2 separate regions of the Mus musculus genome follow, and region 1 is linked to region 2. Evidence: chromatin contacts called from public Hi-C data. All regions are on one chromosome and are shown on one strand. The core of a region is the stretch at or near the end of the contact, and the rest is flanking DNA. Distances in the headings are between cores, read along the strand shown.

Evidence for each region. Hi-C and Micro-C count contacts between places; a contact is called where the count stands out from the background.
Region 1: a contact with region 2 is called in a Hi-C map of liver, with 3 times the contacts expected there. The contact joins two enhancer-like sites. A contact is called at or near these places in 19 of 484 Hi-C or Micro-C datasets (8-cell embryo, the C2C12 cell line, the HL-1 cell line and 8 more), 2 of 115 datasets of contacts at active chromatin or transcription factors (both in embryonic stem cells) and 1 of 9 other capture datasets (embryonic stem cells).

Annotation. Positions count from the first base shown.
Region 1 is chr14:60,904,014-60,908,139 of GRCm38.p6, forward strand. It overlaps a transcript of Mipep not described here. Among named protein-coding and RNA genes, the nearest start is that of Mipep, 120 kb to the left of the region's middle. Within about 2 kb of position 2,603, at least 25 of the 459 cell types and tissues checked have an H3K27ac peak or open chromatin away from gene starts, as enhancers often do. A contact at or near this core is called in liver, where this site is marked.
Region 2 is chr14:60,795,436-60,799,846 of GRCm38.p6, forward strand. It overlaps Mipep (mitochondrial intermediate peptidase), which reads left to right. Exons shown (of 19, transcript NM_027436.3): 5 at 737-800. Among named protein-coding and RNA genes, the nearest start is that of Mipep, 13 kb to the left of the region's middle. Within about 2 kb of position 1,731, at least 7 of the 459 cell types and tissues checked have an H3K27ac peak or open chromatin away from gene starts, as enhancers often do. A contact at or near this core is called in liver, where this site is marked.

The sequences.
Region 1 (4,126 bases), core at 1,353-3,852, 110 kb after region 2:
CTTGACTGTGAAGATAATGTTAGTGAGACATACGAGGGTCAAGACATGAGTACATAAGGAAACAGGTTCAAGCCTTGTTTGTCATTTCCCAGAAGCCACTGCTTTCCATTGGCAGCTCTGGAGTTGCTACATGTTGTTAGCATGAGGAAAGGAATCATTGCATGGACTTAGGTGGTTTTCCTGCCATTAAAGTCAAGAATTACAACTTCTCACTCCAAAGTGGTATCTGGTAGCGCCCTCTTCCTGCCTCCTGCTATGTGACCAGCCACAACAGAGGGGAGGGTCTCCCAGTCTGGGACACACTCAGCGTCCTCATACTCTAGGAGTGTCCTATAAGCTCATGAGGCCCAGAGATCTCCTCAGTGACCTGCTGTGCTGGGCCCCTTCGTGAACTACTGACCCATCTCACCCGCCATGTGCACATCCGACTCTGGATTCATGCAGAAGAGCGGTTGGCCCACTGAGGTGAGCTTCCCACAACCAGGATGGTGTAGGGTTGTCTTTCTGAGCCTCCCAATCCAAGGCTCTCTCCACACTAACCCCGGGAAGCTCCTGGGAGCCTGTTTAGAGTCTGCCAAGAGCAATCAAAGCAGGAGGAGTAGGGTTGGGCGCTGCTGGTGACTGAATGGGCTGCAGTTCCAGCGCCCTGGCAGACGTGGAGCCACATCCCACCCTGTTTATTCTCCTTATCTGATTGGATAACATAAGATCAGATCCTTGTAGGCTTGTACTCACACATGCCAGCTCTGTTCTGGGAAATGTCCTGGGAGTCATCAGCCAGCCAGCCAGCCTCAGGGCCATCAGAAGAGGTGTGTGACAGGCTCTATAGTGTCCCCAGGGTGCCAAGTCTCTGTGTCTTTATCAGTCTTGGTTTTAACAGAAGTGTGGGATAGTCAGGGGAATTTAGGCAGATTGGGGAGAGCCCCTTTAAGGGGCCTGCTTCTGGTTCCTGGAGCACTTGGCAACTGCTACAGCTAGCAACTAACCACAGGACAAAAGAGCCTGTCCGAGGGAGGAGGCTGGGAGGACCAATGGGAGGGAAGGGAAGGGATTTAGGAAAAGGGAAGGTCCTGGGGTCCCATAAAATGCCCCTTCCCCTACTCCACTTGGTTCTTGGGGCCCATCGCTTTACTTTCTCGATGCTTTGGTCTTTGCAGTTTCCAGAACTGTCCATCCCACAAACCATATATTGGTACCTCCAGATAGTCATCCCTCACCCCATAGCTATAGGGGCTCAACTGGGAATCGATGACTACCATCTCCACACCGGGATGCTATAACCGCCGTGACTGAAAAATCACGATGAAGGACTCCAGATGGATGCATGCAGCAACCCCATGGAGTGAGATGATCCCGGACTAGGATTAGCCTGTCTATGCCAGCAAATGAGTCAGGCAACTGATGGTGAGTCCTTCAGGTGTATATGTGTGGACAATTAATTTTTATTAAAAAAATAAATAAAGCCAAAGGGAAATGTATATTTTAATGACCTAGGGTATTAATTTTTTTGAAAGTCACACATCAAAGACTAGGAAAAGCACCAACACCCTAAGAATGTGATTTTATCCTTTTTCCTCTGTGTGGGATGTGTTTTAGTTTAGGTTTCTTTCTGTTTCAATTTGGACCTGTAGAGGAATGACCGTCACTGTCTTATTCTGGAGGGAAGTCCCTGATAGTGCCCCACTACACACACACACACACACATACACACACACAAATTAGGTATTAAAATATGGTTTTAAGAGTTTTAAAAATGGATTAGCAGTGATTCAATTAAAATTAGAAAAGAACAACAACAAATATGTGAGAGACTTGCCTCTCAGTGACCCCAGGCCCTGTCAGCTGATAGTGGGTGGTAACCAGACAGCCCATTTCTGTGTCGATAGATGAACTGTGGGAGAGTGACTCCAGAAAGAACCAACCAGTGAGGGGTCGAGATCATGTGCTTCCTGTTAGCAGCTTGTCCAGTATGCCACCATTGCCTAGGCCTCACTGATAATCAAGATCACTCTGCCTGACAGAGCTCTCCTCTGAGTCTTCTTCCTGACTCTGTAAGACACTCATTTTCTCCTGCTCCTTAGGTGACAGGTCTGAAAAGGTAATGTTTGGTGACAGATGATATTTCTGTGTGCTTGTCTAATTGATGAAGCATTTTCTATACCTGGCTTGGACCCACAGTTTCTGCCAGTGTCAAAAGCAGGTTGGATGGATCATGTCTAGTTTGAGAAAGGGTTCAAACGTTTAATCCCACAGTCCGTTTCAAAATCATATTATGTGGCACCATGAAATTGCACCATCTTAAGATGAACCACTTTTAAACTGGGGCCATCTACACTTAAACCTTGACTTTAAAGAAGAATCTCTTCTCTTGAGTGTTCATTTCTTCTCAGCTGTTTCAAAGTCTGGGAAATGGAGCAGAAGGTGTGCAGGAGACCTTGTGAGACATGCCTGACCTTTGCAAGGTCTCTCCTGCCCTCTGAGAATGAATCGGAGGGGAGCCTTCCGAATCAGCAGTCTTTGGCTTCCCTTCAGCAGCCTCCATGGTCACCAGTAGAAGCTTCAGTTGACAAAGCCAACTGGATTTTCTCCAAGGGGATAAATAGATGGATGCCGAAGAGGGCAGGCAGGACAGGAAGCTGGAGGGAGGAGCCTCTGGGCCACACTCTTACTGACTAGAAAGCAAAGAAGGCAAACTGTCGCTTCAGTGTCCCACTCCTGAATATTCACTGTGTCCTTCTGAAACCCAAGCCAGAGTGGAGTCTGAGTCCATCACTAAGCTTGGAAGTCAGGCCAAGTGGACCAAATGTTTTCAAGTGGAGATCAGAACTCGAAATTTTCCAAATGTGGTAAAACCAGGGTATCACTGCATAGCATCATCGCGTGAGCTGTGCCAAATCCTGCTCTTCTGTCACTGTTCCTGGGTCCCATCCAGTTTGTCATGTTTTATCACTTCTTAAATGTGTCTCTTACTAGGTTATTTCTGCGTCCCATCTAATTTTGACATGTTTGGTTTTTAAGTAACTCATAAATCAACAAATAAAAAGAAAACTGCTTACCCACAGCAAAGGAGGCAGCTCTCACGATTGCAGATCTGCAGCACAAATTGTCTTTGCCCAGTTTATGCCTGGAAGGGGGAGGGGGGCATAACAGTGGCTTGGAGCAGCCAGGAGGAGAGGGAGAAGAGAAAGCAGGATTGATATGAGGCTCTGAAATGACCTCCCAGTTACATGGCAGGCATTCCTGGAACTCTTGAGTCATCTGAGATATTTGAGGTCAGATAGATGATTCCCCCAAACAATACAGTCTCCATAGGTCACTGGCTGGTAGCATTCAATTGTTGTCAAATCTCGGAAAAGAATGAAGCCAGACCCCAGTCTAAACTTGTGAGTTGAGGTTCCAGCACAGCTTCTTAAGGTCTTACTGCTCCTTCTGCCCCCCCACCCCCCCACCCCCCGAGCTCTCCCTGTGACAATCCACCAGACAGGTTCACTGAAAGCCCAGGCCCTCCTGAGCTCTCAGCCCCATGATTAATACACAGATGCCCCTGGACTTATTATGGGGATAGACCCCAATATCCCCAATGTAAGCTAAAATGGCTTCAGCAGAAATGGCATTTAATGTACACCACCTACCCAGCATTCTCGCTTAGCCTGGCTCACCTTAAATGCTCTCAGGATACTTCATCATCATCTAACAGAGAAGCTATTTTATAATACGGTCTTGAGTGTCTCGTGTAATTTATTGACGGCAGCACTGAAGTGAAGAACGGATGGGTGCCCTTCCACTCCATGAGGAGCTGAAGTAGAGTCAAACGATGGTAAGTGGGAGAATGATGTCCCCACATTGTCACTCACTCCTAAGAACCAGTGTCTTTCTACAGAACTCAAGTCAGTTTAGGAGCTGACCATGTCTCATCTGCAGTAAAGTCCAGTTGTGTTTGTTAACATGGTGAGGGACTTAGAGAGGAATTTACCCAAGACTTCCCATGTGCTAGCCTTCAGTTCCCCCAAGCCCACAGCAAGCATCAGGGATGGGGAACGACTGTGGGGGAGGGAGACCAGTAGTCCCAAATGGTTGGTGGGAATGTGTGGGCAGAGTGCTGCTGCTCAAATCTTGGGTGGAATTT
Region 2 (4,411 bases), core at 481-2,980:
ATGTATTTGAGCCAGGTATGGTCTGGTATACGCCTCTATAATCTCAGCACTCCAAAGGCTGAGGCAGGAGGATCACAAGTTTGAAGCAAGCTTGTGCTGTATAGCAAGATCCTATCTCATAAAGCAAAACCAGCAATGCATTAATAAGTAAAATTATATGATACAGTAATCAGGAAGACAAATATATCCATTTTTGAAAAGTCAAATCCAGAAGAATACATCAAATACTTCATTAATCTACCACTAGAAACAAAAGCAATTAAAAAATATCACTGGCAGGAAGGTTGTTAACTGACTTCAAGCCTGAAGACAGAATGAAAAGAAAGAGCACGCTCTCTACAGTCAGGATGCTACTCCTGGCATCAGGGAGAAGCTGGCCCGCTGCACCAGCCGAAAGAAACACTGCAAGCTCCACACAGGTCCTGGAGAGGCTGTCCAAGTGCGGACCCATCCTGGCGGTAGTTACTGGCTTTGGATGCAGTTGAGATAACTAGATGTTAGGTTCCTAGCTTCACCGGGTATAAGAGCTGACCTGACATGACAGGCCAGTGGGACTCCCAGCCGGGCGCCATACCTACTTCTGAGATATTAAACTTCTTGTTTCAAACAAAGAAACTGTGGCTGTATTGAAGTAGTTCTCTTTAACAGTAAGTTTTGGAAATCCTGATTGAACATAGAGACTGATTTTTGTTGTAATTTTAATGAACTCCTGTAACTTGTGCTTACTTTATTTTAGGCGAGTGGCCGAACTATTTATGTTTGATTTTGAAATCAGTGGAATCCATCTAGATGAAGAAAAGGTAATAAATCTTTTTTTTTCTTTTTAAAATATGCTCTTAAATTTATTTCTCTTGTGTATGAGATGGCCTGAATGTATGTATGTATACCTCATGCATGGCCTTGGGGGTAGGAAGAGGGTAAGAGCCCCTGGGTCTGCAGTTACGGATGGTTTTAACCAGCACATGTGTGCTGGGAACCAATTCCTACACCTCTGCAAGAGTAACTCATGCTCTCGACCTTTTAACCATCTCTCCACCCAAGTCTTTTCGTTCTTCAGATCGGGTCTATATAGCCCCAGCAGGCCTGGAACATGCTATGTAGACTAGGCTGGCCTCAAACTCATGCTGCTTCCTGAGTGCTGGGGTTAAAGGTGTGTGACAGCAAAGGGGGCACATTTATCTATCTGTCTGTCTGTCTGTCTACTCATCTATCTACCTATTTATTTAGAGATAGATAGGGCCTCCTGTAGCCCAGCTTAGCTTTGATCTTGGTGTGGATTGAAGATGAACTTGTCTTTCTGATCTTGGACCAGGCTCAGTGCAGGGAATTGAACCCATCAGGGGAAGCATTCCACCAGCTGAGCAAAGACAAGGTTACATGTTAACCAAATTGGCCTGGAACTTGTTTGTAGCAGAGGCTGGCCTTGAACTCCTGACCTTCTTGCCTTCACCCCCTTCTAGTATTACAGGCATGCCACCACACCAGGCTTCCAGCTGTTTTAGTGTTTTTACTAACATTTATTTGCTAGAGCCCTCTTGTATCACTTGACGGTGTATTAGCAAACTCTTAGGACCTTTTTTCACTTGTCATAAAATTCTTCTGTAGGTGGTGTCTAAACATAGTGCTCTCTGGAAGCTGGCCATCACTCCAAAATGAAGTGACAGCTCAGCTAGAGTGGTGACGGTGCCATGGAGTGAGGCTGAGATGGAGAGTAGGTGGACTTCACACTTGGTGTGCCTGATGGCTCCACACATTTGCTATGGTGTGACCTGTGCAGTGTTCTCTCTGGATGGAGGGTAGAAACAAAGTAACTTGCTAGAGGCTCTCAGCTTCAGCGCAGGGAGTTCTCACACTGGCTGCAGGTGTCCTAAGAATATGATGCGCTGCCAACCAGTCCCTTGTGTGGGCAGCAGCTCAGTGCTGGGCTAGAGGAGTGGCTGGATGCCACCCAGAGTGGCTCCCCATGGCCTCCTCTGCTTGCCCACGGTCCGATTATTATTATGATTTTATAGCTCTTTCCATCCCAGGGAATCCAAAGACATTTATCTAGGAACAAAAGTTAGTTTCTCAGAATGTCTTGGGACCTCCGTGCCTGAGACTTCTCTATCTGGATCAACCAAGGGCAGATGAAAAACATTCAGAAAACGATGTGTTTGCACTGAGCTCAGAGCAGACTTTGCTAATAGCTTTCGTGCTCTCACCTGGCCTTTACATTGTATTATACTTCCCAAGTGATTGACAGATGTTCTGGAGTTGATAGGAGGAGGTGGATAGGTTTCGTGCAAATGCAGAAGGACTATTCTGCTGTCCAAGGTAGGGAGGGGTGTCTTGGCACCAGTCCATACCACAGAACATTTGTACGCCTTGTCTGATAAATAGGAGGTCTATCTTTCTGTCTGTCTCTCTTTTAATTTTTATTGTTGTTTTGTTTATTGCAACAGTGTATTCACTTTGTAGCCCAGGCTGACCTTGAACTTGTGGTGATCCTCCTGCCTCTGCCGCCTGAGTGCTGGGATCACTTGTGGGAGCCGCTGCTCCTGGCTAATGAAACACAGTGAGTTCATGCATTCACCTGAGGGCCCATCAGTCAGGACGCAGCAGGTTAACTTTTGGTTTGCCTCCACGTCTGGGGATGTCTTTCAGTCGGTCGGGCGCCTTAGGCAGGGTCTTTCCCTACTCAGTTGCCTGAGGCTTACACCTTTTCCTCTGCAGCCCCTTTCCTCGATGACGTATACTGCTTCTCTTTGAGTCACCACAGAAAGTGTGGAGTAACTGCAGTGCTCTTTCACTGAAGGTCATCTCCCATGGACTAGATGGCCTGGCTGTCTGAGATGCCTCTATTCTCCGTGATGACAGGGAACACCTCCAAGCATTTGTCAGAGTAAGAAATGCTTCTCCCATCACCCACACAGTGCCTTTAAGAATCTGTTTCGTGATGAGAAACTGGTGACCCCAGAAGAATGAGAAGCAATCTGTAAGCTCCGGACTTGTTAGGTTTTGGTTTTGCTCTTTGGGACATGATCTTGCTCTGTAGCCCAAGCTGATCTAGAACTCTCAGATGCTAGGGTTGCATGCTTGAGCCACCACACCTGGCTTTTTATTCTTGATAGAAGGTCTCAGTGTGGAGCTTGTGCTGGCCTCAGACTCAGGTTTGCTCTACTTCAGCCTCTCAAACGCTTGGGATTTCAGCACATGGAGATCACATGTTGCCTTTAGTGCCGGGGGTTGAATTTAGGGACCCATGCATGCTAAGAAAGTCCTCTGCACTGAGCAGTATCACCAGCAGATCATGTTTTTTGATGTATACCAGTTTTGGATTCAGTAAAATACCTCATGATTGTAAGATGATACATTGTAATGCTAGTCCCCATTAACTGGGTTTGATGTCTTCTGTTTGTGAGCAATGGGGACTCATGTATCACAGGGTAGCATTGAGCTTTCTGTGAAGCCAAGAATATCTGCTTCCACCTCCCAAGTGCTAGTGACGCAGACCTTCTCCATTACGTCTGCTTTAAGAGGTGCTGGGATCAGACCCAGGGCTTCCTGCATGCCAGGCTAGCACTCAACCAACTGAACACAGTCCTTGCCACCCCAATCCTGCTTTGTTAACCTTTGAGGTGACATTGCTGTGCATAGCTCTCGCATTGTACAGAATGTTAATTAAAGCCGTGTTTGAAACTGTGCTGGCCAATGTTTATGTTCAGTTTTCACCAGCACCGACCGCCGTTCTCATCCAGCACACATGTACTCATAGCGTACCCTATCTTTCCCACCAAGTGACTCTCAGAGGCCATCAGCATTAAAGATGCAGGAGATAAGTCAGCCGTTTTCTCTGCAGCCCCTGCGTCTGCTCTTATGGGTGCCCCCGGGCCCAGGCTGACATCACCTGCTTTAGAAGGGAGGTTCTAAGGCACCCCACCAACATAACGTCATTTGCACACCGCAAAGGCTTACGTTCTTTCAGGTTTGCTTTGGTTAATTTTGAGATGAGGTGCTGCTGTGTCCTCAGGCTGCCTTTGAGCTCCTGCGTTCAAGCCCGTCTGCCTTCCTCTTCCCTGAGTAACTGTAGCTGCAGGCATGGGCCTCTGTGCTCTGTGCTCGCTAGTTTTCAGTTTAAGGTCTTGTGATTATAACTTAGGAGTTTAAAATTAACTGTTTATTTTAAGAAGTGTTTCTAATAGTTTCACAGGGTGTTTAGTGTTCTAAGCCGTGCACATTGGATTGTTCTGGAATAATGGAATGATATGTCCAGAAGATAGCTACAGTCAGAAAATGAACTAGATTTTATTTTTCCAGAGGTTTTAACACTTGATAAAATTTTAGGAATGATTAATTTTATTATGCTGTGTTTTACTTTTTTTTTTTTTTTTTTATAAAAAAAGCTTCAGGAAGAATTTTAGAACTATAATTT